7 separate regions of the Mus musculus genome follow, and all the other regions are linked to region 2. The links are chromatin contacts, called in public HiCAR-type, HiChIP or PLAC-seq and promoter capture Hi-C maps. All regions are on one chromosome and are shown on one strand. The core of a region is the stretch at or near the end of the contact, and the rest is flanking DNA. Distances in the headings are between cores, read along the strand shown. Region 1 overlaps Tead1 (TEA domain family member 1). Region 2 holds the start of Parva (parvin, alpha). Region 3 overlaps Tead1 (TEA domain family member 1). Region 4 overlaps Tead1 (TEA domain family member 1). Region 5 overlaps Tead1 (TEA domain family member 1). Region 6 overlaps Tead1 (TEA domain family member 1). Region 7 overlaps Tead1 (TEA domain family member 1).

The links. Promoter capture Hi-C pulls out the DNA fragments that hold promoters and counts their contacts. HiChIP or PLAC-seq counts read pairs in DNA pulled down with a chosen protein or histone mark. HiCAR-type assays count read pairs that join an accessible place to other places.
Region 1: a promoter capture Hi-C map of liver shows a contact between it and region 2, with 4 times the contacts expected there. The contact joins the enhancer-like site here to the promoter of Parva in region 2. A contact is called at or near these places in 11 of 39 promoter capture datasets (the 3T3-L1 cell line, cranial neural crest, embryonic stem cells and 4 more), 1 of 15 datasets of contacts at CTCF or cohesin (large pre-B cells), 13 of 115 datasets of contacts at active chromatin or transcription factors (cardiomyocytes, differentiating embryonic stem cells, embryonic basal ganglia and 9 more) and 4 of 9 other capture datasets (adipose tissue, embryonic stem cells, liver and 1 more).
Region 3: a contact with region 2 is called in an H3K4me3 HiChIP or PLAC-seq map of neural tube, with 4 times the contacts expected there. The contact joins the enhancer-like site here to the promoter of Parva in region 2. A contact is called at or near these places in 3 of 39 promoter capture datasets (cranial neural crest, frontonasal cranial neural crest and liver), 9 of 115 datasets of contacts at active chromatin or transcription factors (cardiomyocytes, craniofacial prominence, embryonic limb bud and 4 more) and 2 of 9 other capture datasets (adipose tissue and embryonic stem cells).
Region 4: a contact with region 2 is called in a promoter capture Hi-C map of liver, with 2.5 times the contacts expected there. The contact joins the enhancer-like site here to the promoter of Parva in region 2. A contact is called at or near these places in 8 of 39 promoter capture datasets (the 3T3-L1 cell line, the HPC-7 cell line, cranial neural crest and 4 more), 9 of 115 datasets of contacts at active chromatin or transcription factors (cardiomyocytes, craniofacial prominence, differentiating embryonic stem cells and 6 more) and 1 of 9 other capture datasets (adipose tissue).
Region 5: a CTCF HiChIP or PLAC-seq map of the NIH/3T3 cell line shows a contact between it and region 2, with 8 read pairs. The contact joins the enhancer-like site here to the promoter of Parva in region 2. A contact is called at or near these places in 18 of 39 promoter capture datasets (the 3T3-L1 cell line, 3T3-L1-derived adipocytes, the C10 cell line and 12 more), 2 of 15 datasets of contacts at CTCF or cohesin (the NIH/3T3 cell line and large pre-B cells), 22 of 115 datasets of contacts at active chromatin or transcription factors (the NIH/3T3 cell line, cardiomyocytes, craniofacial prominence and 16 more) and 3 of 9 other capture datasets (adipose tissue, liver and pancreatic islet).
Region 6: a HiCAR-type map of kidney shows a contact between it and region 2, with 3 times the contacts expected there. The contact joins the enhancer-like site here to the promoter of Parva in region 2. A contact is called at or near these places in 8 of 39 promoter capture datasets (the 3T3-L1 cell line, the C10 cell line, cranial neural crest and 5 more), 1 of 484 Hi-C or Micro-C datasets (uterus), 21 of 115 datasets of contacts at active chromatin or transcription factors (cardiomyocytes, craniofacial prominence, embryonic basal ganglia and 13 more) and 4 of 9 other capture datasets (adipose tissue, embryonic stem cells, liver and 1 more).
Region 7: a contact with region 2 is called in a promoter capture Hi-C map of embryonic stem cells, with 5 times the contacts expected there. The contact joins the enhancer-like site here to the promoter of Parva in region 2. A contact is called at or near these places in 12 of 39 promoter capture datasets (the HPC-7 cell line, HPC-7-derived erythroid cells, cranial neural crest and 7 more), 14 of 115 datasets of contacts at active chromatin or transcription factors (craniofacial prominence, embryonic basal ganglia, embryonic forebrain and 9 more) and 1 of 9 other capture datasets (pancreatic islet).

The regions. Positions count from the first base shown.
Region 1 is chr7:112,784,696-112,788,217 of GRCm38.p6, reverse strand. All of the region lies in intron 2 of Tead1 (TEA domain family member 1), which reads right to left. Among named protein-coding and RNA genes, the nearest start is that of Tead1, 110 kb to the right of the region's middle. Within about 2 kb of position 1,342, at least 22 of the 459 cell types and tissues checked have an H3K27ac peak or open chromatin away from gene starts, as enhancers often do. A contact at or near this core is called in adipose tissue and liver, where this site is marked.
Region 2 is chr7:112,426,113-112,429,544 of GRCm38.p6, reverse strand. It overlaps Parva (parvin, alpha), which reads right to left and starts at 1,839. Exons shown (of 13, transcript NM_020606.5): 1 at 1,445-1,839. The coding sequence starts at 1,580.
Region 3 is chr7:112,742,468-112,745,799 of GRCm38.p6, reverse strand. All of the region lies in intron 1 of Tead1 (TEA domain family member 1), which reads right to left. Among named protein-coding and RNA genes, the nearest start is that of Tead1, 65 kb to the right of the region's middle. Within about 2 kb of position 1,914, at least 114 of the 459 cell types and tissues checked have an H3K27ac peak or open chromatin away from gene starts, as enhancers often do. A contact at or near this core is called in craniofacial prominence, embryonic limb bud, neural tube and 1 more, where this site is marked.
Region 4 is chr7:112,761,442-112,764,931 of GRCm38.p6, reverse strand. All of the region lies in intron 2 of Tead1 (TEA domain family member 1), which reads right to left. Among named protein-coding and RNA genes, the nearest start is that of Tead1, 84 kb to the right of the region's middle. Within about 2 kb of position 1,286, at least 36 of the 459 cell types and tissues checked have an H3K27ac peak or open chromatin away from gene starts, as enhancers often do. A contact at or near this core is called in liver and stem cell-derived neural progenitor cells, where this site is marked.
Region 5 is chr7:112,867,139-112,870,365 of GRCm38.p6, reverse strand. All of the region lies in intron 9 of Tead1 (TEA domain family member 1), which reads right to left. Among named protein-coding and RNA genes, the nearest start is that of Rassf10, 85 kb to the left of the region's middle. Within about 2 kb of position 1,420, at least 59 of the 459 cell types and tissues checked have an H3K27ac peak or open chromatin away from gene starts, as enhancers often do. A contact at or near this core is called in the NIH/3T3 cell line, embryonic limb bud, embryonic stem cells and 5 more, where this site is marked.
Region 6 is chr7:112,824,223-112,827,694 of GRCm38.p6, reverse strand. All of the region lies in intron 2 of Tead1 (TEA domain family member 1), which reads right to left. Among named protein-coding and RNA genes, the nearest start is that of Rassf10, 130 kb to the left of the region's middle. Within about 2 kb of position 1,289, at least 183 of the 459 cell types and tissues checked have an H3K27ac peak or open chromatin away from gene starts, as enhancers often do. A contact at or near this core is called in adipose tissue, craniofacial prominence, embryonic basal ganglia and 12 more, where this site is marked.
Region 7 is chr7:112,891,239-112,894,847 of GRCm38.p6, reverse strand. Tead1 (TEA domain family member 1) reads right to left here. Exons shown (of 13, transcript NM_009346.4): 11 at 2,989-3,129; 12 at 384-536. Among named protein-coding and RNA genes, the nearest start is that of Rassf10, 61 kb to the left of the region's middle. Within about 2 kb of position 2,122, at least 11 of the 459 cell types and tissues checked have an H3K27ac peak or open chromatin away from gene starts, as enhancers often do. A contact at or near this core is called in embryonic stem cells and stem cell-derived epiblast-like cells, where this site is marked.

The sequences.
Region 1 (3,522 bases), core at 93-2,592, 360 kb before region 2:
GAACAGTTATCTCCATTGCTGAGTGGAGACAATGGGGAATGGTTTGGATGGAGGGCTGAGCAGAAGAACTTTTTTTGTTTGGGGTCCTGGGGTTATACCCAGAGCTTTGCACATACATGCTAAGCATGCATTCTATCATGGAGATAAATGCAAGAGAATGAGTAATTTGTATGTAGGCGTGTGTTTCTAATATGCATGCATGAGGCCACAAATCTACAGGAGGTGCTTTCCGCCTTATTTTTTGAGACAGGGTCTTTTATTGAATATGGACCACACTAATAGGCCTGACTGTCTGGCCTGAGAGCTACCGAATCCACCTGTCTCTACACCCCAGCACTGGTGTTCCCATGCTTGTACAGCAAGCACTTAACGCCCTGAGGCAGCATCTCAGCGTGCCTGCACCCCAATCTGTAAATGATAAGTTCAACTTTTCATGCTTTACTACAGACCCCCCCCCAAAAAAAGTTATTTCAAAACAAAGGCATAATCTCTCCTCTTTTGGGATTCAAGTTCCCTATGGAAAACGATGTCTGGATATAGCTCAAGACCCAACAATAAAACCTATAATCACACCATACTCTTTGGCTCCAACATTATGCAATAATAACTAACTCAATAAACATGCACAAGAGTGCAACTGAAATGTGTCTATCTATCGCGGGCTCTTTCCTCCTCGGTCGCCATCCCAAGCTGACTGGGCTGATCCTGAGGCGGCAATGCTATTCTGAAGGGCTGGCCCCAGAGCTACAGTCCTTTACCAACATCAACACTGAAGCAGCATTAGCTGCTAGTGACAACCTCGTCTTGGAAAGACTCTGATGCCTCCACTGAGACCCAAGTTGTTTGTGCCAGGTTACATGAAACATATCTGCATTAAATAAATGTCCAGTAAGCTTTGCCTCCGAGAACACATCAAACACTCCTCTTCACTCTTAAGAATTTCAGATCAATTCGACCTGGAGCATCTACCTTCATTACCAGAGGCAGAATAGGGATTAAGCAGGCCATGATTCTCAGAGACACAATAAGAGAATTCTCAGCTGGATTCTGGGGTGTTCATAAACAACCTTAGAAAAGGCTGATGGTTTTCTGGCATGGCTGACATCCAGCAAAGTGCACGAGCTGTCAAAGCAGACATGCTGGATCACACCCAGGTCCTTGCGGCATGGTCTTTTGCAATACTGGCCCCTTTGAGCTCTGGCTTTCCCATTTGCAAAAGATACCAGTTTCAGAGCTACTGAGCTAGCTGGCCGCTTGCTCCAGTCCCTAGTCTATAGCAAGCAGTCAAGAGACCACAGCTGTTTACCACAGCCTCCATTTATTAACTGCTTTCCTTTACAATGGCATAAAGCTGCTGGAGACTTTAATTCCCCAGGAAAAGGAAATAGGGATTTTTCAATAGGGACACGTGACTCTCTCTGCCCACAATACAAACGACCGTGTCCAATGCCCATGGTTTGAACGGTGGGCACTGGACCTGTCACACTTGGGCTTGGTTGCTGGTATGAACTGGGTCTGTTCTTGTGAAAACAAGGAGTTAACTTGTTCTGCAGCAGGCAGTTTTTAAATAAGGCTTGCAGCCCAAGCCCCTCCCTACCTGGGTTAAATTTCATCAGCCAGTGCCCAGGGGCATCTCACCTCATCTCATTTCAATCTGTTTCCTCCACTCCTTCCAGACTGTCCCCATCCATCCATCCATCCATCCATCCATCCACACATTCAACAGAACTTACCAGCCATGAAAGTTGTGGCAGACATGGTACGCTAATGCAGGGAACACAAAAACCCGACCCCAACTCACAAGAGATTCAAAGGCCAGCGTCAGTGTCCTGACATAGGACCCTTAAAACTCGATGAAAAGGAGCTGGTAAGATAGCTCAGTGGTGAAGGCTCTTGTCAAGCCTGACAACTGATCTCAATCTCCCAAAGCCGGAGAGAGAACTGACTCCCACAAGCCACCCTCCACCCACGCGCTGTGGTGGGCGCTCTCCCCGCCCCCACCCCCCGAGAGAACAAGCGCTGTGGGGGGCGCTCTCCCCGCCCCCACCCCCCAAGAGAACAAGTAACTGGGAAAAGTCAGGCACGGTTGTGCATACCCGTAACCTGGGAGGCTGAAGCAGGAGGATTAAGAGTTTAAAGCCAGCCGGGCGTGGTGGCACATGCCTTTAATCCCAGCACTCAGGAGGCGGAGGCAGGTGGATTTCTGAGTTCGAGGCCAGCCTGGTCTACAAAGTGAGTTCCAGGACAGCCAGGGCTACAAAGAGAAACCCTGTCTTGAAAAACCAAAAGAGTTTAAAGCCAGCCTAGACTGCCTACTGACCTGAGCTACTTAAGACTTAGTGAGACTCACTTCCTAAGAAGAGCACGTGCTCAGAGGTGGAGACCAAGTTTTCCTAGAGGAGAAAACCAGGGTTGTTGGGGCACTCTTACTTTTGGTACCACCATGCACATCCACCCTGAAACTTGTATCCCAACCTGCAAATACAAGAGGGACCAGTATGGGGGAAAGGCAGGAAAGCTGGAGAACAGGCAATATATTAGGCTCTGTTATTCTCCACTCCCTCTGACACCTAATTCCTTGGCTTGGCTGTCTCCCACCACCCACCTCTGCTGGTATGAGAACTGTTCCCGTTCAAAAGCTTGTTCATCTGCCCGTCTGTCCAAAGTGCCCATGGAGATGCCATCGCTACACATGTGAAGAATCTACGCTGAAATAACTGAAGTCTGAGATCACAAACAGAGAGAGCAGTGACCCTAGCTGGAAAGGCAGGCTCTGACTCCTCACATCGACACGGATGACTGCAGACCTTTCTGGGCAGAGATGCCTGGCTCAGGAGGGAGAAAAATGATCCCCTACACTCCAGCCACAAATCACCCACTGACCATCTATCTCCTCTGAAAACCAAAACCAGCTCTCAACCTGAAGAGCTTCCCTATCGATGACCACCATGGGTGACTCTCCTGGGGCTTCCCAGGTCACACAGTTCAAGAAAACCCTAGGAAAAGATTTTTTTAAAAAATCAAATTAGGTCTAATAATAATAATAATAATAATAATAATAGGAACAAAATCATTGCATCATCTGCTTAGTTTCCCCTTTCAAAACAAACAAACAAAAAAAAAATTCTCACCTACATCTGCTGTCTAGCGTATCTACTACACATGAGATTCCAGGTGGAAGGGACCATCGTTTTTATCCAACTTGACAACTAACCTGAAGACAGAGACTTGTGTCACACGCAGCTGTCGGAGCAAGGGGCTGGGAGTTCCTATGGTTCAAAGTGCAACGTGCCTGTTGTTCAACTAAGGAATATAGTATCTGAAACAGTAACCGTAAATTAAAGTGACACATGCCTTGGGTGGTTGGTTTTTGTAATTTAACACACAGACACACAAACACAGACAGATACACACAAAATCTGATGAGGGAGAGAAAACTTGAAGTTAAGTGTGGGTGAGCATACTACAGTCCTAGCACTCGGAGGATCAGAGGCAGGAAGACAGAGTTCCTGGCCAGCCTGG
Region 2 (3,432 bases), core at 590-3,089:
GTCTGGAGTGGCACGTGCCTTTACCCACTTAGCCATCTCAGCCATGTTAACCTCTTACTGTGCCTAACATACAGGTTAAACTTTACCATATACATGTCCAGGGAAAAGCACACTATATCAGGCTCAGAAGAGCTCATAGTATTGGCCATTCGATGAGCATCCTGGAGTCATTCTGTTAGAAATAAGGGGGGACTAGGTACAACAACCACTTGGGGGTGAGGTGATTTTTAGATTCATGCCACAATCTAGACAACAGACACTTAGCTCATGCACTGAGTTTGCTAATTAAACACCAAAGTGCTTTCCATACTTCAGGAGACTAAGAACATGAGACATTTCCTAGTTCATCACCTCAGACCTACTAAAGTAAACTCCTGAAATGATCTGGAGACTTGGGCTAGAAACACCGTGTCGGTAAAACACTTGCTTAACATCAGAGTCCCTAAGATCAACCCCCAGTACCACAGAAAAGAACAATCAATTAACACCAAGCTGGGCAGGCCTGTAATCCCAAATACTTTGGAAGCCGAGGCAGGAGGACCACAAAGTTCTGCCTGGGCTACACAAGACTAAGCACAAGGCTAAAGAGTCTCAAAAGAGAAAGAATAAGACCGCGGTGCTCACGCAGTAGACCTAAGGCCCTCTAAATCCAATCCCAGCCATGCCAAAGAGGAAAACATTTTAAACCCCTTTTTATTCACACACCTATCGCCACATTGATTTTTAGAATCATCACTGCATTTCCTACGCCCAAATGTGAGTTGTAAATTCTGCCTACGGGGGAAAAAGTACTTTCCACAGAAACTATTCTGGAAACAAAAAATGAGATTGCTGCAATTCACTGTGGTGGGAAAAAGAAATCTTTTCTTTTTCTTTAAATAAAACTTGGAATGGAATGTCCAGGTTCACAGCAGGGTCACAGTCCTTAGGTGTAGTGAGTTTATCTCACCATTCCTCAATCCCCCCCCCCCCAACTTCGGCACGTTCTTCTCTCAGTCAGTCAACTAACATTTTATACAGATCATCAAAGTCCACACAAGTCCAGGGAGCCCGCGAGAGATCCAAGGAGGCCATTGCAGCTGCAGCAAAAGACCTGAAGGCGCCCAGGAAACGACGGCGCAACAGACCAATGAAGGCTGAGAGCGGGGAATGACGGCGCCCGAGAAAACTTTCCAGCAGAAACTTGGCAAATGCCAGTCCTCGGGCGCGCAGAGGGCGGGGACAGCGGCCTAGGGGAGAGCACAGGGGACCGGCTGGGCCTGGGCTCTGGGACAACAGCCACCCAAAGCCTGGGCTCCGCCTGTGGACCAGAGATGACACCGACCCGGTTAGGGCTTTGGAGGCGACATGGGGACACTGAGAGGCGCGCCCAGGCACTGCCAGGGGGGTCTCCCACTTCCAGGCTCCCGATCCCTGCAGCGCCCACGGCCTCGGCTGTTCCTACCTTCTTTGGCTTTCTTCCTCCGGGCCAGCGTCCCTCCGAGTTTCCCCAAGAACGAGTCATCCTTCTTGCGGGACGGAGGCGACTTGGGAGTGGGTGATTTGGGGACCAAGGGCGACTTCTGTGGGGATGTGGCCATGGCGGCTGGACGCGGAGCTGGAGCTGGGCGGCCGCGGCGGGCGGCGGCGGGACTGAGGCTGCGGCTTTCCAAACGGAAGCGGAATTATTCCAGGCATTTGAGGCAGCTCGCTCGCCTTTCCCGTCCCTCGCTCCCTCCCTCGCGCCGCCCTCCGCCCTGCGAGGAGCTGCTGCGCCTGGGGCCCCCGTGCCCAGGGCTGCCCTGGCTACGAGGATGCCCTGGCTTGCCGCTTGCTGGGGGCTATAGACGCAGGGGCAAGTGCATGCTAGGGGGACGTGAGGTCTTATCTGGAGCTTGGAAGCCTTCACTTCTCTGCTTTGCATACACACACACACACACACACACACACACACACACACACACACACGCGTCAGAATCCGCAGGGAATCAGCCCTGTGACCCTATTTCCCAGCTGCTGCGGTCTCTTGCTCTACCTCCTGCATGGATGGGTTCCTATACTGTTAGTACTTTTGTCTCACAAAGAAGTCAAGGATCTAAAATGGGCTCTGGTCCCAACAGACTTCCCGTTCAACTTCTGCATGAATCTGCGGACTTCCACCTTCTCCTGTCCACACTCAAACAAAGCTGGAAGTCCACGACGGCAGACGCTCATCTATCTAGCCAAGAGCAATAGAATTAGTTCCAGACTCTCTTGACCTGACGCTGGAGTCACACCAGGCAGTTTTAAAGATTCATGCTGGAGATGTTTAGGAGTCCTGCGTACTTTTACTGTGCTTCTTCGTCCTAAGTTGTGGCTTGACCATCTCTTTCCCATTCTTTCAGGATACCTTGGTCATACACCAGCGGGAAGAGTTACATAACTGTTTCCACAGCTCTTTCCGTGATGGGGCATAAACAAATATCTATGTCTCCTTCCCAGAGCACCACCACCAAATTACCTTTTCCCTGAAATCAAGCTTGGGATCCAATGAGTTTATCAGACTTACAGAGCCTGGGGAAGGAGTCACCTACAGGAATGTGGGCGGGCCCCAAAGCAGCTGCACTACTGCAAATTTCTACCCCAGGGCGGATGACTTCCCCTAACTGTCTAAATGGAATCCCCTTCAGCTAATCTTCAACAGACTACTACTCTAACACCTCCAGTGACCACGTGGAATTAGGACAGAATGACCTAGTAGGGTTACAAGAGGGAGTGGCCAGAATTGAGATGAAAATTCAGTGACTGTCCCTGCTCCATCCTTCTATAAGGGAACATCAATAAACAGGGTCGGTCTCTAGGTCAGGAGTCGAGTGGGAAGGGAGGTCGCAAGTTCTCACATCTGCTTAGATGAAGATGGTGGCTGTCTTGCTCTGAGGAGGGCTTTCCACATGTACACTACACACACTGATGGAATCTGACTGAACCTCTGACTCAGAGGGAGCAAGATTTTGAACTGAGCTGGAGAAATCGGTCCAGCAGTTGGGCACTAGGTTGTGATCTAGTGCCCAGCTAGGCAGCAGTGTCTGTTCTCAGCCAGAGGCACGTGTTGATGAGTGACATGCATGTTGGTGATGAGAATGTGTGTCTTAACTTCCTTCCTATTGTTCTGATAAATCCCAGAACCGGAAGCAACCTAGAGAGGAGAGGGTTTATTTTACCTGTAAGGTAGCAGTCCATCACGGAGGGAAGTCAAGGCAGGAGTCTGGAGGCAGAAATCGGAAGCAGAGACCATGGAGAAATACTGCTTACTGCCTTGCCTCTCCTGGATTCCTCAGTTTGCTTTATTATACAACACAGGACCACCTGCCCAGGGGTGGCACCATGCATAGTGAGCTGGGCCCTTCCATAGCAATCATTAATCAAGAAGATGCCTCTCGGACTTGCCAATAGGCCAAGCTGATAGGGGGCATT
Region 3 (3,332 bases), core at 665-3,164, 320 kb before region 2:
CACACACACACACACATGAGCGAGACTATTTGATGCACCCAAGAGCACAGGAATGAGAGTCTACTCTGTGACTCAAGTAAACAAAAGTTTCTTGAAAGGAAATAATAAGTTCTATAAGAATATAGAGGCACCAATGTGTTAAAAATCACAGCTAAGCATGAAAGCAGAAAGGCTGGAGCCAAGACACAATAATAGAGTGTCAAACTCTGGAGTGACAAATTCTGGGCTCTAGCTAGCCCTGTGCCACAGGGGCCTCAAAGGCTAGGAACAGAAACTGTTCATAGAGCAGGCCAGAAAACATGGACTGTGCAGACAATTCCAGAAGGAGTGTGTGTGTGTTTTATGCACATGTCTTAAGTGTACACATGTGCCTTTGGAAATGTATATGCACAAATGTGTATCTGTTTAGAGGGGAAAAGGATAAGATTATTTTATCAATGTGAAGCCAGTTTTTAAATCAAAAGCATTTTCAGTGTGGTCTGAGACCAGGAAAACTCCTACATTGTCTCAGGAATAACAATGGGGTGTATTTCTTAAGCATTCCAAATTTACAAATGCATGAGAGAGACAACTTGGGGAGACAGTTTACACAGGTGGCTTGTTTGAACAGCCAAAGGTGTGAACTAATTTTGCTGGGGGAAGGGGCAGTTACTCAGCTCCAATAACTGCTCACCCAACTTTGTCTTCATTGTTCCAGCATATTCCCCTGGTCCCTAAAGAGAGTTTGAGAGTGACAGTGTGGTGACTCAAGCCTCACCTCTCTAGGGTGCTATGCTAGAAGGCCAGCAAAGGCAACTAAAGCATGAGCTAACCAAAAACACAGCAGAGAGTGACTATTGTCTCTCTCTGTGACAATGAATTACTCAGTGAACACATAGTCTATGTGAACTTTTAATTCTGCACTTAACAACTAACTGTCCTCTAGCTTTTTCTTCAAAGTTAAAATATTATCACCATGGTAAAGAATAAGTGAGATGGCATAAATAAACAATCCTATCATAAGGATTATTATAAATCCTTAATAAATTGTACGTCTCTGCCATCAACAGGCAGCTGTGCACTGCTTTAGCTTGATGCATACAGACTAGTGTGAACACACTTTTTTCTTTTTAGAGACTCAGTTTATAGCACTGCAGGACCTGGAGTGGGCTATGCTGACCATCCTGGCTTCAAACTCAGAGATCTGCCTGCCTCTGCCCCCTCAGTGCTGGGATTACAGGTGTGAGCCACCCACCTGAGTGTTCATGCATCTTGACTTTGCTGCAGGATTCTCAAGCAACTACTGAATAAACGCATATAACAATATTTGATAATTACAGCTTAAATATGTGTCACCTCTGTATAACCAATTTTCAGAGGCAGGAACTATTTTCCATTCAGTTTTGCACCCCTCCTAGCACCTAACACAATTCAGTAAATAACCATCCAATTTATTTAAACATCAGGCATTAATTCTTTTTTATGACTTTTAAGAAACCAAGCCAGGCTTGGTGGTACTAGCTTGTAATCCTAGAACTCAAGAGGAAGAGGCTGGACTGCACTTCCCGGCCTGCTTGGGCTGAACACTGAGACAAGGAGTAGGGGGTAGGGGGTAGAGGGTGGGGGTGAGGTGGGAGGGGCAGGGGAGTATGTGGTGCACACAAAATCTCTCCTCACCAAACAAATTTCAAGGATTGATTCAGGCATACCCTACCTAGACTAGACCCACAGAACAAAAGCAGTAACTTGCTGACTTAAAAATATTCCTCATTTCCCCAAACCCCAACTGTATTCAATAACTAATCCTTCCAGTCTTGGCTTCAAGGCTGAGCCCCCACCTCCTATCCCAGTAGGGCCCCGCTAAGCAGTGATCTGAAGTCCTCGCTAGTGACCCGGCCCCTCCCCCAAGGCAGCTGCTCTGCCTGGGTGACTGCAACAGCACGGACCCAAGCACCATTTTCAACTCAGTCTGAGTCCCGAGGCCAGGGGGCTGCTCTAAGTATCAGGTTACTACAAAAATAACAGCAGGCCAGTCGACACCCCTGCCAAGTGCGGGAGGGAAGTGTTCAGGAGGTGAGAAAGGAGCCGGGGAGGAAAGGAGGCAGGCGTTAGAGTGAGTGTAGGAAAGAATCCCCACGGTGAGAGAGAGACTGCAGAATTCCTACCTGCCTTCTCCACATCTCCACTGTGGACCTCACAATCTCTAACTCCCTCCCTCAGAAGCCAGAGGAACTCCATCTCTGTGATACTTGACCATTTGGAAGGTGCTTTTGAAAACTGTTTCAGGGGCAAGCTGGAGAGACGGTTTTCTTTCAACAGCATACATGAAAGTCAGATTTGAGTCAAAGGTTTGTACAAGGATTGCCAACTCTACAAATCCCTGATGCTGCTCAGCTTTAATGTAATGTTCTCAAAACCAAATTCCAGCACCACAAAGCTAATTAGGTCTGCAGGAGGAGAGGCAGGCCTTCAAGAAAGAAAATGCTAGTAAAAAGGCATTTATTCGCTGTTCTGTTCCTTTCTAAAATGAATTCAAAGTTCACTCCCGTGCCGCTGCCCTCGTGCGCACAGGTGCACAGCCAGCTTGATGTGGTCTGGCCCAGCCTGGCCATTTCAAATAAAGTGAACTTCAATCACTCCTCAGAGTTCGCACATTATTGATTCTCCATCCATCACTCTTTCATCTCAGTTTGCTCCCCACACGGCCTCTTTAATTGGCTCCTGGAAACTGTTTTATAAGTGGGTGGGTGTGGACCCAGCACCAAGTCTCTCCTTTGGACCAGGCAGGTAACCCTCAAGACCAGGCCATCCATTGGGCAGATTAAGTCTACCACTGAAACCCCACAAGTGGGAAAGAAACTGGGAATACCAGGAAGGCTGAGCTAACTCCAATAAGCATGGGAGACTCCCAAAATGGGGGCGTGAACAGATCACACTCTCAGTGTCTAAGATTTTAAAAAAAGGAACCCTAAGTTTTGGATTTCGTTTTTGGGTTTAGCTTTCTTCATATTCTTGGGGTCCTCATGCAGCTTAGGAGAGCCTTTGGTTGTACATATTATGTAGTCAAGACTGGCCTTGAACTCCTGGTTACTAAGTCTCTACCTTCTGAGTACTGGGATCATGAGCATGTACTGCCTGGCTCCAAGATTTCCTTTTAACTTTTGATGGGGGGAAGGACCCCCAAAAGTCACATGGCTTTGTAGCTGGTTTATGTTTTATGTTAAAACAAAGGGATAACGAGTATTCTACAACACAGCAATATTCTAAATAAGGAACTACTGGAAATGCTCAAAATAAGAAAGATTATTTTTTATAAAGAATATTTTAGTACAAGCAAGCCACAACAGCAGTAG
Region 4 (3,490 bases), core at 37-2,536, 340 kb before region 2:
AACAAATAAAACAAACAAAAAACAACAGGAGCTCCTCTGCCCTCATATATGCAACAAAATAAGCAAATGTTTTTTTCTTCTCTTCCCCTTTCCCAGCATTTCTTCCCATGGAAGAAGTTCTCAGAGCATAAGCATCAAGCATTGAAGATACTTACTTCAGTGTGTCTGACCCTACAACAAGACTACAGGAAACAGAGAGTCCCGGTTTCCTGCTTGTTCCACGGTAAAGCTCTGTGTTTAGTCTAACCAATCAGCATGAAACAGCAGGTCAAAAAAAAAAGGTCAAAGATTCCATACGATGCCCAAATGAAGAACTAGCAAGAGTTATGTTCAACTCAGGCCTGGAGAGCCACTTTCCAGTGACCAGTGACTAGTTTACTGGAGTCATTTATATGCAAGGGACTCTGGGAGCTCCACAGACTCAGTCTTCTTCATCCCAAAAATGAACCACGAGAGTTGTTTTCCTGTGGAAGCACAGACAGCCCTGTTTCTCCTTAAATGGTTCTCAGGGCTGGGCAGCACCTGGGGTCTAACAGCATCCTCCCCCTGCCACCAAGACGTTTGATTGGCACATAGTTGTGTGCCCTCTCCTGCTGATATCCCGACTCACTAAGCAAGTCCCTTCCTCTTGAACACCAACCAGGCCAGCAGGCAATCCCATAGCATGTGTGTGACTGGCAAGGCATAGGTCAGGAATGGGGTAGAGGCACACATACATCTTCCCTGACTTCCTGAACTAGCTTGCTCTCCAGGACTGACCAGTAGTAGGTCTAGCATCCCAACAAGAAACAATGCCCCCCTCCCCCAGTAGATCACTTAACAGAATCCTTGGTCTTGCATACATGAAATCCTGGGCTCAATCCCCAGCACCACAGGAAAAATTAACCAAACACAACTGGAGGTAGGGTACCCTGCTTGCCACCCAGCTCTTCTCAAGAAGAAGGGTACAGGCATCTGGGCTCAGGAGAAGCCACTGCCTACCAATGGCTGTGCCCAGTCAGCCTGCAGCGACCTAGGACACTAGAACCTTCCAGACGTCTTTCTGGCCAGCACTAGGGCCAGCCTTGTGATCTGGACCCTCCCTGCTGTGCTCTCTTCCTGCCAGCAGCAGGCCAGGTGTCCTGGACTTTGGTAGCCAAGAACAGGCTTCAAAAGGCTAAGTGGAAGGTGACCATCTTCAAAGCGTCCTCAGACTTCCCAGAAATCTTTGGCAGGCAGCCCTGACCTCAGGTCAGTGGCCAGCAAGTGAACTTGTGACAGCTCTGTGAGGGCAGGGACATGACTGTGTCTGTCTGGTCCCCAGCTCTCATCCTGGCAATCCCAAGCATGAGGCTGGCATACAGCTTGGCGCTCAACAGTGATTTGCTGGGTTGATGTGCAATGGCCTCTACCAAGGAAGGACAGAAAGCACAGTGGGGGTGGCCCTGGCTTTGGAGTTAGACAGACCTAGACCTTCACCTTCCAGCCATCTTATTCTCAGACTTATGCTGTCCCTCTCATCCAACCCCTTTACCATAGCACCTCAGAGAGCTCTCGGGAATGTCAGCTGCATATAACATACAGAGCCTTTAGTCAGCAAAGGCAGACACACTCCTGCTTTGTTCTCAGTTCACAAACACTTACTTAGCACCCAACTGTATGCAAGATGCTATTCAAACACAGTGGGCAACCCCACATAATAATGACTTCAGTTAATTTTTGTGACAATCCTCTGAAGTTGGGTCTATTTAGCACCCTCCTTTGCGCTTCAGGCTTTGAAACACAAGAGAACTAAGGCAACTTGCCCAAAGCCTGAGACCTAAAAGTGCCAGGCCAGGATTCATATTAATTACACAGTCTAAACTGCTAAGTGCTGCACCTGTCTGCCTCTAGGGCACACAATCACTGCAAACTGGTTTCTGTCCCAACTCTTGAAGGATTCCAAGGACATGTGACCACACTGCCAGACTGTGTCTTCAGTTACAGAGGGAACAGACGCAGGTATTCCCATAGATCACAGTTTGGGTTATTTTTGTTTGTTTGGGGGTAAAGTCTTGTTTTCAGCTGTGGTGTACTCCCCTAAAATCCAGCTTCAGAAAAGCATGCTCCTTAAACACTTCCCTCCCATCCCTCCTCCCTCTCTACCTCCCAGAAAAAGAAACACACAGCTATGCAAAAATGGGCTAAGGAATGAAAGAGGAAAGAGGAAGGCCTGTGCATCTTAAGAGCAAAGTCAGAGGCAGCAGCCAAGAGCAAGCATTGTACATCAGGGAACACAGAAAATGTCCAGGCACACAGAGGCAGGCAGGCGGACGGCTACACAGTCTCAGCTGCCCAACGTCCAAGGTAACAGAAAATTAAGCCATTTCTCTTCCAAGGGACAAAAGCTTATCATAAACAACTCTCCGTTTACTCTCCTGCCAACCATGATGAAAATCTCATTACCAAAATAAATCACTTGACCTTGCCTCTTCCAGTGTTTCGAGACTAGTGACAACCCAGAGAACTCAGAAATGCTCAGAGATGGAGGAATGAAATCCTCAAGGAAGACTCGCCAGGTGTTTCACTGGGCTATGACTTTGACTGACTTCACAGAGAATCCATTTTCAAAGGTCTTAGAGAAAAGGGATGCTCTCGGGGACCGCTGACTACTGGTCGAACATTAAGATTCGTTTATGTGCTAGCAAAAGCTTGATCACGAAGGGTGACCCTGGCCTTACATGGGCTCACATGACTCTGTCTCCGACTGGCTGAGGTAGCACTAAGGAGAGTCAACTTTCTCTGACAAAGTTAAAGCAGATCCCCTAAAGGGAGGCCCAGTCTCCAATTCAACTAGCCCAGGAACTACCACACTTCCCTCCAAGATAGCCTGAGGCATTCTATCTTATGCCACAAGACAGGGAGCCAAGGGGAGTGCTTCCTCCCTGGACAGATGGAGATACTGCAAGGCCAATGCAGAAAACCCATCTCTTCCTGATCAGGGGACAAAACCATGCAGGTTGTGTACTCTCTGGCCCTGTGAAACCCACAACCATACTAGACTCTTCCTCCCTAGTGAGGAAAAACGGTTGCCTCATTTTAAATCTGGCTGGCCACCAACAGACAGTAATCGGATAGTGTTAACTTAAGGAGAAAGACACCCATACTCAAAAACAGATACAACTGGGAAGTACTGGGAACTGAGTTACCCTCGTCCTAGACACATATCCCACAGCCAACACCAAACTTACCAATATCTAATCACCCTGCTGAATTCCACCCCTCAAAACCACAATATCCTAGATGGCAAGTCTCCAAGGACCTGTTGTCCTCATTTATTTGATCATCTTTCCCAGGAGCCCAAAACTACATTAACACCAAGCACAAATGTGATCAGGTTAATAGCTGATAGAATAACTCCAATCTGAAGCTTCCATGGATTCAGTTCTCAGCAAGAGATCTTAAAAATCATTTTCACATAAAAAGTTTACAATTGAGTTATAGGCAAAGTGGGCAACTATTTACAAAGGAA
Region 5 (3,227 bases), core at 171-2,670, 440 kb before region 2:
GAGAGTCACAGACAGGAGGTGCTGGAGGGGTCAACAGTCCTCCTCACTGAAGCAAGGTTTCTGTCTTCCGGGTCCCTGCTCCATTTGATCTTCACTGCCTATGGAAACCATAGAGGAATGAAGAGACCTGGACGCTGGAGTTGGCTGAGTTCTCAGTCTGGATTTGCAGCTGATTCCATCCACTTTCTAGAAACTTCTTGGCTGGGGCTTTCTGCCTCTCTACCCCAGCTGCCTCCATTCTAAGGCAGTGCCTTCCCTGCATGAGAATCTAGTGACTAGTGAGAGAATGCACGGAAACTACATTATCAACTGGGCCTGTCCAAGAGTCTGTCATGGATACTCTTTATTCCATGACTGTAAAAGTCCCCGACTTGGGCTGGAGAGATGGCTCAGGGGGTAAGAGCACCCGACTGCTCTTGTGAAGGTCCTGAGTTCAAATCCCAGCAACCACATGGTGGTTCACAGCCACCCATAATGAGATCTGACGCCCTTTTCTGGTACGTCTGAAGACAGCTACAGTGTACTTTAAAAAAAAAAAAAAAGTCCCCGACTTGAGGAGAGACCATCGGTGCACTCCCTCAAACAGCTACGAAATGGAAAGAAAAGCTTAAAACAGAACTGCAGGGCGGGAAGTGCCAGGTTCATCGGGGTGATTCCCACTGTCATGAGGTTATTTACTGTCACTACTGGAGCTGAGGTGGGTTCATGACCAAGCTTCTGATTTCCGTTAGGATAGCAGACTCTAACCCAGGAGGCTCCTTTTGAGGAAGCATAAAAGGCCTGTCCTCCAAAATGAGATGGAGCAGCTGGGGATGTACCCAGTTTGAGACAGTAGATCTCAATGGCTAGCGGGGCTTCAAGGTTTTCCTTTCTCTCCCCAACCCTTTTTCTTTCCTCAATAGGACTGATGATCTATCTTATTTAGGGAATTCCAATGTGACCGCTTCATTTTTGAAAGAAGAAAGAGAGGCAGGGAAGGAGGAAGGGAAGGGGAGGGGAGGGGAGGGGAGGGGAGGGGAGGGGAGGAGAGGGGAGGGGAGGGGAGGGGAGGGGAGGGGAAAACTACAAATAACCCTCTGTGCCCTGGGATAGAGCTGAGAGCTGCACTACAGCAAACCACCTGAAGGTGGCGATATTTTCCTAAACTTCTCCCAAAAATTTCAAGTATTTGAAGAACTTAGTAAAACCTTGAAAAATGACTGCTGTCAAATAATACCAAGAGAAAAATTATAATCCACTTAGGAATTTAAAGAAACCAAGACAAATAATTCATGTCGAAGGATACTAATGTCTAAGCTGAATCAGAGAGAGGACAAATCACCTGCCTTTGCTTCCTGTCACGATCCAGCCTGGACTGTCTGTCTGAACCTGAGGGTTCAGGGTGGCCTGGGCAGCCTTTGATGGCAGGGAGTGGGTGTGGAGTCAAGCCAAGAGAGTGACTTGCAGATTCAGCCAGGAGAGGATGGGGATTGCATGGGTCTCTATGAGGCTGCCAGAGAGAAGGTGAACCAGTTTCCTCCAGAGCTTAAACCCAACAAGCTGCTCGATCCCTTGTAGTTTCAGGGTGTTATACCGGGATGCCTCCTTCCTGCTTCCTCTTTCCACCCAGTGCAGCTGAAGAGACACCATGGCTGAATGAAGGGTAGGCACTGGGATGGCAAGCGGGAGGGAAGCTGACCCGCCAAGAAAAGCAGATGGAGCCTGGCTGGGTCTCTGTGAAATGTCTATAAAACCTGCATTTCCAGATGCTTTCAATTGCCTCTTCCCCAAAGGCTAATGAAGAAAGAGGGTGAGTTCCCAGACCAGCTCAGAGAATATAAACCACCCAGCAGACAGGCTGCAGCCATGGGAAGCTGTGTGCTGGTGTGGGACAACTTAGCATCCTTCACTATGGCGAGAGCTGAGGGATCACACCACGTCTGGCCATCATGCAGAGCCTTGGATGCCACCCCATCTCTCAGGTCCCCCTGGAAGACCACAGAGGAAAACCCAAGAGATCCACCCAGCCCGAGACAACCATCAAACCAAGCGGCAGCACCCTCCTGGAGGATCAGATATACTTTGGGATGAAGTATTCTAAGTGTCAAGGATGCTAAGAATGCACAGGTAGGAACCTTCTATGTATGAGCTGTGCGACCTGGTCTGTGTGCCATCTGAACACAAAAATGACACATATGGCTGGGTCTTCTCCAGGGGTCAATGTGAAGGTCAAGTGAAAGAGAGAGTTGCAACAGAATCTGAAAGGGATTGGCCCAGATGGCCACGCCCCTCAATGAGACAAGGTAAGTGCTCTAGCACCCCCTGCATAGCCTGAGGCCTGGAACCTTCAGCTGACTCAGTACCCATCCTCAACTCTACACCCTCCTCACACAAAGGCTCCTACATGCTGGTTTGCTTTTACTTGTTCAGATGACATTTCCAGAACCAGCCAACGTCAGAACTGCGGTCTGACAAAGGAATTTAACTGGATCTGGGAACTTAAGCTTTTGAAAGGAGCTATAAAGATAAGAAAATTAAATCATCTTTGGGCCTATGTTGGCCCGATTGCTTTACTGGAAGGACTCAGGTTATCTGATGGTACTTCTGTGGAACATCAGTAAGAGCTGGGTCAGAGGCCGAAGTCTCCTGAGAGGATTTGGGATCCCTTAGGCAAGGACAAATGACTCACACGAGCCCAGGATCCCCAGCTCCAGACTCTAGCCACCGAGAAACGAGGATCAGAATGCCGGCTCTGCAGGATCCCTAGCCTGGGCACCCTGCAGCAATTCTCCCCCCAACCCCCATCGCACCCCCTGTCCCCCACAGGCGGATCTGTGAATGGTCCATCCTCTCACTGAAAGGAGCTATGTGGGAGGGCACTGTCCACTTAGAGACCTCCCTAGATATTAGTAACTTACTCCTTGGATTTTCCCTGAAATGCCTCAAGCCATTGGCTTTTTAAACAGCCCATTCTTCCATCCATGTGTGAACTGCTTCAAGGTCTCCAAGGCTGGGTCCTAACAGCAATGCCAGTGTCTTGTTTAGTTTGAGGCCGACAGGAAACTGCGTTAGGAGCTTCCTCTCCTCCTTGATACGCTTCTGCATTCCATCAGCGTGCTCACCCGTTCCAGGTACCTGCTCCCTCTTGCAGGCTAATCCTCAAGGTTTTGTCCTCACTACCTACCATCTGGTCCTATTTCCTGTGATAGCATTTTAAGACCAGTTCAAAACACATTTTGGCATCACTC
Region 6 (3,472 bases), core at 40-2,539, 400 kb before region 2:
TTTCCTTGACAAATTCTGGGCTTCATGAAAGCAGGGGCCATATTCTGATTCCAGAGACTACTGTCTTCCTGGCTCACAGCACCTCAGGAGAGGCTACGATCGGCCGCCATACTGATGCTGGTTTCCATCTCTTCCTGTAACACTTTTACTCTGAAGAGCAGCACGGTGGGGCAGAAGAAGCAGTCATCTGATGTGTTCTCTCCACGGGGAACATGAAAGAGCTCCATGCTGGCAGAAGAAGGAAAAGCCAGGGCTCCCGTCCTTAAGGTACAACAGGATCTGGGTGGAAAGACTGTGGAATACTGAACTACCTGTGACTTTCCCTCCCCTCTGAGCGGCAGGTGAGACAAAGGACCAGAGGTAGGATGAGTGTAATAAACTCAGAAAACTAAGAACCTTGTATCTTCAGAATCCATTCACCCATCCGCCATCCATCCACCCACCCACCCACCTACCCATCCATCCGGCCGACACAGGGCCTCCCCACGATGCCTAGGCTGGTGTTGAAAATTGTCTATGAAGTTATCTCTCAGTCTTAAGCCTGGAGTAGTTGGCTGAGAGGCTTGTATTGGGACACCTGGCTTTCCTTTTTTTTTTAAAATTCTGGTGGCCTTCATAGCTTTTAGAAGTAGCATCTGCCCCAATCCACCTGACAAAAAGGTAAGTTGGCCTTTGAGAAAATACTTTCCAGGAAACATCTTTTCTTCACAACAGGTCAAACAGGTAAGAATCAACTCACTAACTCAGGGCCATATGCTGGGTATCCATAATGTTTTCTAAAGATAGAAGGACTATACATCTGCTAGCTCACCCACTACACTCAAGAGCCCATGCGTCATAGCCTTATATGGCTCTAGCCTTGAATTCTGCTTTGTAAAGATATCTCAAAGTGAAATTATCCAGCAAACCCTCGTGTGGATAGAAGGTTCCACAAGTCAACAACCGCTTAAGCAGTTTAAACCAACAAGCAAGATGCCTTCTATTTAAATGCTATGAGCGAATCTATTTTAAGCCTTTAAAAATCCTCCGGGCAGGTGTTTAAGCTGTGTACTGACTGCGCCTGTGGAAGCTCTGGGGTGGGGGATGGCAGGCTCTACTCTCCACGCAGGCAGCGTTTTGTTCAGACAATCTTCCTGCTGCAGGTCATGTGACAAAGGGCAAATAAACAGCATCTGGGGATTTTCAATTACAGACCTTCGCCCAGCATGCCTGCACTGTAATCTCTACCAGATGAGGCCCAGGCCTCCCTATTTTCAATAATTCACACACTGTGTACACAGAACATGACAATAAGGGCATTCATGGTGCGGCCTGATTCGCAGATCAAAGCTAGCAGAGGGCCAGGAGGGCCAGCTGTAAGCAGGCTCGGCTGCTGGATGCTTCGTGCTTTTCACAGGCTTGGAAAGGCTCTCCCCGGGACCTGGCAAGCCGGCCTCTTTCCTGAGTTGTATTGCTGAGCAAACTCTGAACTGGAATGGGGTGCCCTCGGGGACTGCGAGAGAGGCAGCCAATCCATGTGTATTTGGGAATGCTGGGAAAGCCACACAGCTCTGAGCCACTCCAAGAGCTGCCTCCTGGCTGGTGCACGATCAGGGTAAGAGTTCCTAGGACGGGTGGTACCTAAAAATATTCGGTCTAAAAACACTGTATGATACCTGGACAGCCTAAACCAGGCACTGTGTCTTCCCATTTAACCTGCAAGGCCACCCTGAGGACAGGTGACAAAGAGTCTTATTTTAAAAGTGCGTCATAGAACCTCAGGTGTGGGAAATCTAAGATAAGACATTCATTGTTACTAGTGATAGCTCTACAGTTAATTAACTCAATTCACTCACACGTGGTGACCAGTGTGCATTTAGCCACTGTGTATTGCGCACATGCACACACCTTGATGTCTAAACGCACAGGCTTCTCAAATCCTAAACATTCCAGATCCTGCAGAGGAGACTCTAGTAGGGACAGGACTTCCTCCTCCCGAGATTTCACACTATTCACTGAGGGCAGGAACCAGGAGAAAGCCATAATGGTGACTTCCTCTTTGCAAACACACGCTGCTCACCAGCTGTGACTGTAAGTCCTTCCCCCTTTTCTCTCTCATTCAGAATGGTTTCCTCCTAATCACAATAATTCTGAAAGTGCTAAAACATATCAATCGTTGGCTAAGCCTCGCCTACAAAGGGGCCAGCCGGCTGGCTTTTATGGCCTTGTCCGCAGCAGCTGATACTTCATTCAGCGACAAATCCAATTTGGCAGTTACAAGAGGGTTAGCATCCCTGAAAAACTATTGGGGTTGATCTGGCGCTCTGAGTAGACACATGCTCCCTCCCGGACATGCTGCTCTGCGGGTTTGTCTGCGGCCATACTTGGGTGTCTAGAAACAATAGTCTTTCTTGCACCCCCAAACACAACCCCTACGCCTGTACAATCTGATGGTGGTAGTGGTGACAGAGGAGGCAGCAGCCAGGCTAAGTGTTGGTGCAAAGTGACTAGTGGGCTTTATGGATGGACTCACTGACAAGGGAAAGTAGTAGTCACTCTACTTGTCACAGATTCCTAATACTGGGCAAAAGGAGATTGCTCTTAAATCTTTGTGTTTTAGGCCAGCTCTAAAGATGAGAAAATGTTAAGATTTTTTACCATTTGAATAAAATCTGCTTTGTAATAAGGACTCAGAACTAACCGAATCTGAAATTAAACTGCTCTTTCAAACATCAAATCGTGCCCCATGAGGGAGAGCAAGAGATTGACAGAAAGAATATTCATTTTTAAACGTTTACGTTCTTTCTAGCTTACTAAAGTTCAAGAGTCTCCAGAGAAAATAACTTAAATAATTCAGTCATAAAAAGAACCCCCATCCACCACCAAGATGTCATTTTTAAGCCACAAGGTAATTTATAAAGATAAAAAGGAAGTGATGTAACAGGAACTGGGGCTGGTTAGTCCTTAATATTAGGCTTTGTAGGCAATAGTTGGTTATTTATCCCAGCTACAGTTCTAATGACATTTAAAAAAAAAAAAAAAAGTGAGCCACAGGGACATCTGGTTTAAAAACATAAAATTTTTTCCGTGCCATAAAAGAGACACATGCAATTGTGGCTGGCGAGTTATCAGTGATGGAATATTCCATACATGGAGTTTTCATTTCATGGAGTTTTAAAGAGCTTATTCTTCCCTGTGCGCTTTAGAAAGAACAAACTGAAACAACAAACAAAACACACCCCTGGAGGGGCTGGTGAGATGGCTCAGTGGGTAAGAGCACCCGACTGCTCTCCCGAAGGTCAGGAGTTCGAATCCCAGCAACCACATGGTGGCTCATAACCATCTGTAACAAGATCTGACGCCCTCTTCTGGAGTGTCTGAAGACAGCTACAGTGTACTTACATATAATAAATAAATAAATCTTTAAAAAAAAAAAAAAAAAAAAAAAAAAAAAAAAAAAAAAAAAACACACCCCTGGAGGCTGCTGACAAAT
Region 7 (3,609 bases), core at 873-3,372, 470 kb before region 2:
GGCTCCGCATTCTAGCAAAGCAGAAATGTGGCCGCCTTCAGAGGCTGTAGGACCACGGGGCGCCCTTGCCAGCCCCTCAGGAGAACTGCGCTCACTGCAGTTTACTTTGGCATCCCGACCTTCAAGTTTACTCGAGAACTATTTTCTTCTTTAAAAAGCCCTATAGAACCCATTACCGAATATTTTATGAACATATTTTGAGGATGAAAACTTCTGACTCTGGCCACTGATAGAGCATCATGGTATCAGAACTTGTTGAGCACCAGATACCCAAGCATCCTTGCTGAAAATATGGCTTCCTCCCCACCCACCTTTGCACTGTCCCTAAAAAGCCTCAGCACAGGCTCTAAGCATAACGCCAACCAGAGAGAGACAAACATTACCAATAATATGGTGAAGTTTTCCAAAACACTGTTCATCATATATTTCTCTGGTAGGTGTTTGAGCTTGTGGATGAAGTTGATCATATATTCACACATTGGCGAGCGGTTTATTCGGTACACGAATCGACCATTCTCGAACCTCGCATACTCCGTCTGTGAGGAGAAAGAGGGTTGAGTATTTTTCTAGTTCCAAACAGAGAACGGCTGCTTTTGAAAGCATGAACTTTTCAACATGAATCATCTATTGATAAGCTCTGTCATTTCTGCCAATTACCAAATCAAAACCAAACCCTACCTCTAAATCTACAGCCAGGCACAGAATCTATTATTTATTATTCTGCAAGTTTAAACAATGTTGTAAAGGGTGATCTTTAAAGCATTTGATAAATCCTTCCAGTAAACATGTGTGTGTGTTGAAACAGAAGGGGGTGCTGAGCACAGTGAGTGGAGGCCACAGAGTGACCACTATACCTTAATACACAGAGAACTCAAAAACCTTAAGGGAGGAACCACTGCGGTTAAACTGGAGAATCTGCCATGTTGGATTCTGAAGACAGGTCTTCTTTCAAGACAGATCTCTCTATGCCGCCCTTGACAGCCTAGAACTAGCTACTTAGACTAGGCTGGCCTTGACTTACTGGGACTAAAGACACGCACCACCCGTGCACAGGTCTGTAGAAAGACCTTTGGTATAGATCTTTAAATCAGGTTCCCAAACCCAAAGCCCAACTATTCTAGAAACTAGACTCTAGAAATATGAATCCAATGCAAATCATAAAATATTCAGAATTCAACAAGGAGCAAACAGATAAGATAAAAACCACACAATTCTATCAAAATATAAGACAGAAATACAAATAAATTTATATTAATAACATATCATTTTAAATATAACTATAGTGTTTACACCATCTATTTTTCTTTACATTAAATAAAGTGCACATCCTTTGGAAATAGGAAGGCTGGCCCCTAGCTTAGCAAAGACAGAAAAAGAATAGTAAGAACAACTTGTAGCATCTGACCCCAGAACCTAGTTATAAAATCAGAGCCCAGAAGCTCCAAGGATTAACTGGAATGTTACAGAGAAAATTCAGCTGGAAAAACTAACTACTTAACAAGTATATCTATTTGCACTTGTACTTTGTACATAGTGCATGTATGTCACTGCATGTGTGTGGAGGCAGGATTTGGTTCTTTCTCTCCTTTCCACCATGTGGGCACCAGAAATTGAACTCAGAATATTAGGCTTATCAGCAAGTACCTTACCCGCTGAGCCATCCTGCAGTCCCCGCCCTCCCCCCATCCCTCTTTTAATCCTAACTTTGTGCTCCTGCTAGTTTGTCAGGGCAGCCAAACCCCACACTCCAATTTAAACTATCCTTAGTGCTCAGGATTCCCAACTGATGTCTCTTAAGTCTACTCTAGTATCTCTAATTATCCCCTATTTGTCCCTTGGAAAGGTACTGTTGGTTACTGCTGCTGGCAGGCATAAAGAGTGTGACCTCTGGCTCTCCCTCCTCTTTAAGCTTTAATATGCAGTTACTAAATTCTATTTAAAACCTCTTACTGGAGTCCCTCGGAAGCCATTTCAGGAGAGCGCATGACCCCTGTTAAATTCACCATCAACTCAACCCACCCGTATCCTTCCTGCCATTTTAACTTCAGTCTTGCATGGCTGTGCTCAGGAGGCTGCAAGGCAGCCTGCACCCCCAGAGCTCTGCCTAAGCTCTTAAACCCTCCCTTTCCTGCCGGGCATGCTCTAGGCTTGACTGGGAAGGTGGAGTCTCGCCACAGGCAAGTTAGGTTCCTGGACAGAGAGTCCAGAACTGCAGCAAATAAAACCTCATTCTTCAGGTGGTGGCAGTGAGGCAGAAGACACTGGAGAATCAGGCAGGTGACCAGACTGCCACCTACAAAAGCAACTAACCCTGTTAAGACAAACAGGTTTGTAAGACTTTGCAAGCTGAATGTGGGTATTTCCTAACACAGGATGGAATGCCTTGCTTTTCTGTTATCTGTTGTGAGACAGGACTCTAGTGAGTAGCCCAGGCTGGCCTAGAACTCAGGAGGCTCCTGTCTCACCCTCCCAAGTGCTGGGACTACAGGCATAGACTGAAATTTAAACTAGAAACAGTTAAAATGAAAACAGTAAAAACAAAATAAAACAAAATAAAAACCAACCAACCAAAAAAACAAAAATCCCTACCTACCCCGCCCCCCCAAAAGCAACAGTATCAAACACAAGGTATCAGGTTTCAGAAAGGGGGGGGGGTTACTGCTACCTGTATCATTACCCACAATGCCTGCGGCTAGGAAGTGGAGAAGCATCCTGGTCCAGAAGCCCTGCCAGAACCCCTAGGGGGGCTCTCACCAGAGAGACCAGTACTGGCCAGCTGGGCGGGCCTTCCCTCAGAGGCGGCTAGGCTAGCACAGAGCATCCAGCCTGAACTCAGCGGCTGCCCAAGCACTTTTACCTTTACCTTTATGATCTTTACCATGCAACCAGGAAAAGGTATACATGGGGGAGACAGGAGGCCTGCCAAGGCCCTTGCCAACTGCAGAGCCACAGGCTACCCAGACGACTTTCTCAACTAGGCCAACTTACCTCTACTTTTTCTACTACTTGTTTCCCAAAGGAGCACACTTTGGTGGAACAGGTAACTGTCATGTTCTCAGAACTCTCATACTGACTGCTCACACCATAAAAGGCCCCGGCGTCGTCTTGGATATTGCAGTTTAAGTCCGCCTGTAGGAAGGAAGCAGGGGCAGGTTATTTTCTCATCCTAGGCTCACTGTGGCAAAGGGCCAGGTTGGTAAGCCATCGAGCAGCTAAGCAGTGGGGAAGAGAGAGCTGCCTCTCTACCAATACCAGCTTGATGGGAAGCCACTTCCTTCCCGGGAGGGGCTCCAGTTGCTAGGTAGCCAAAGATGACTTTAAACTCCAGTCTCCACCTCTTAAGTTCTTACAGGAATGTGCTACCTACCATATTCAGTTCCCAGATCCCAAGGGTTGAACCCAGCCAGGGCCTCATGCATGCTAGACAAGCACCGTACCCACTGAGCCCTGCGGTGGTTGGTACACACCTGGGAAGTCTTCCCTTGAGAGACATGCTACCAGGAAGCATTCAGCCTGACTTGCTTGCATTCAGAACTGAAACAGGTATGTACCCTTGTAATGAAAATTCTAAAGTTTCTAAAATGTACAGAAAGTAGAGCTTGAAATAAC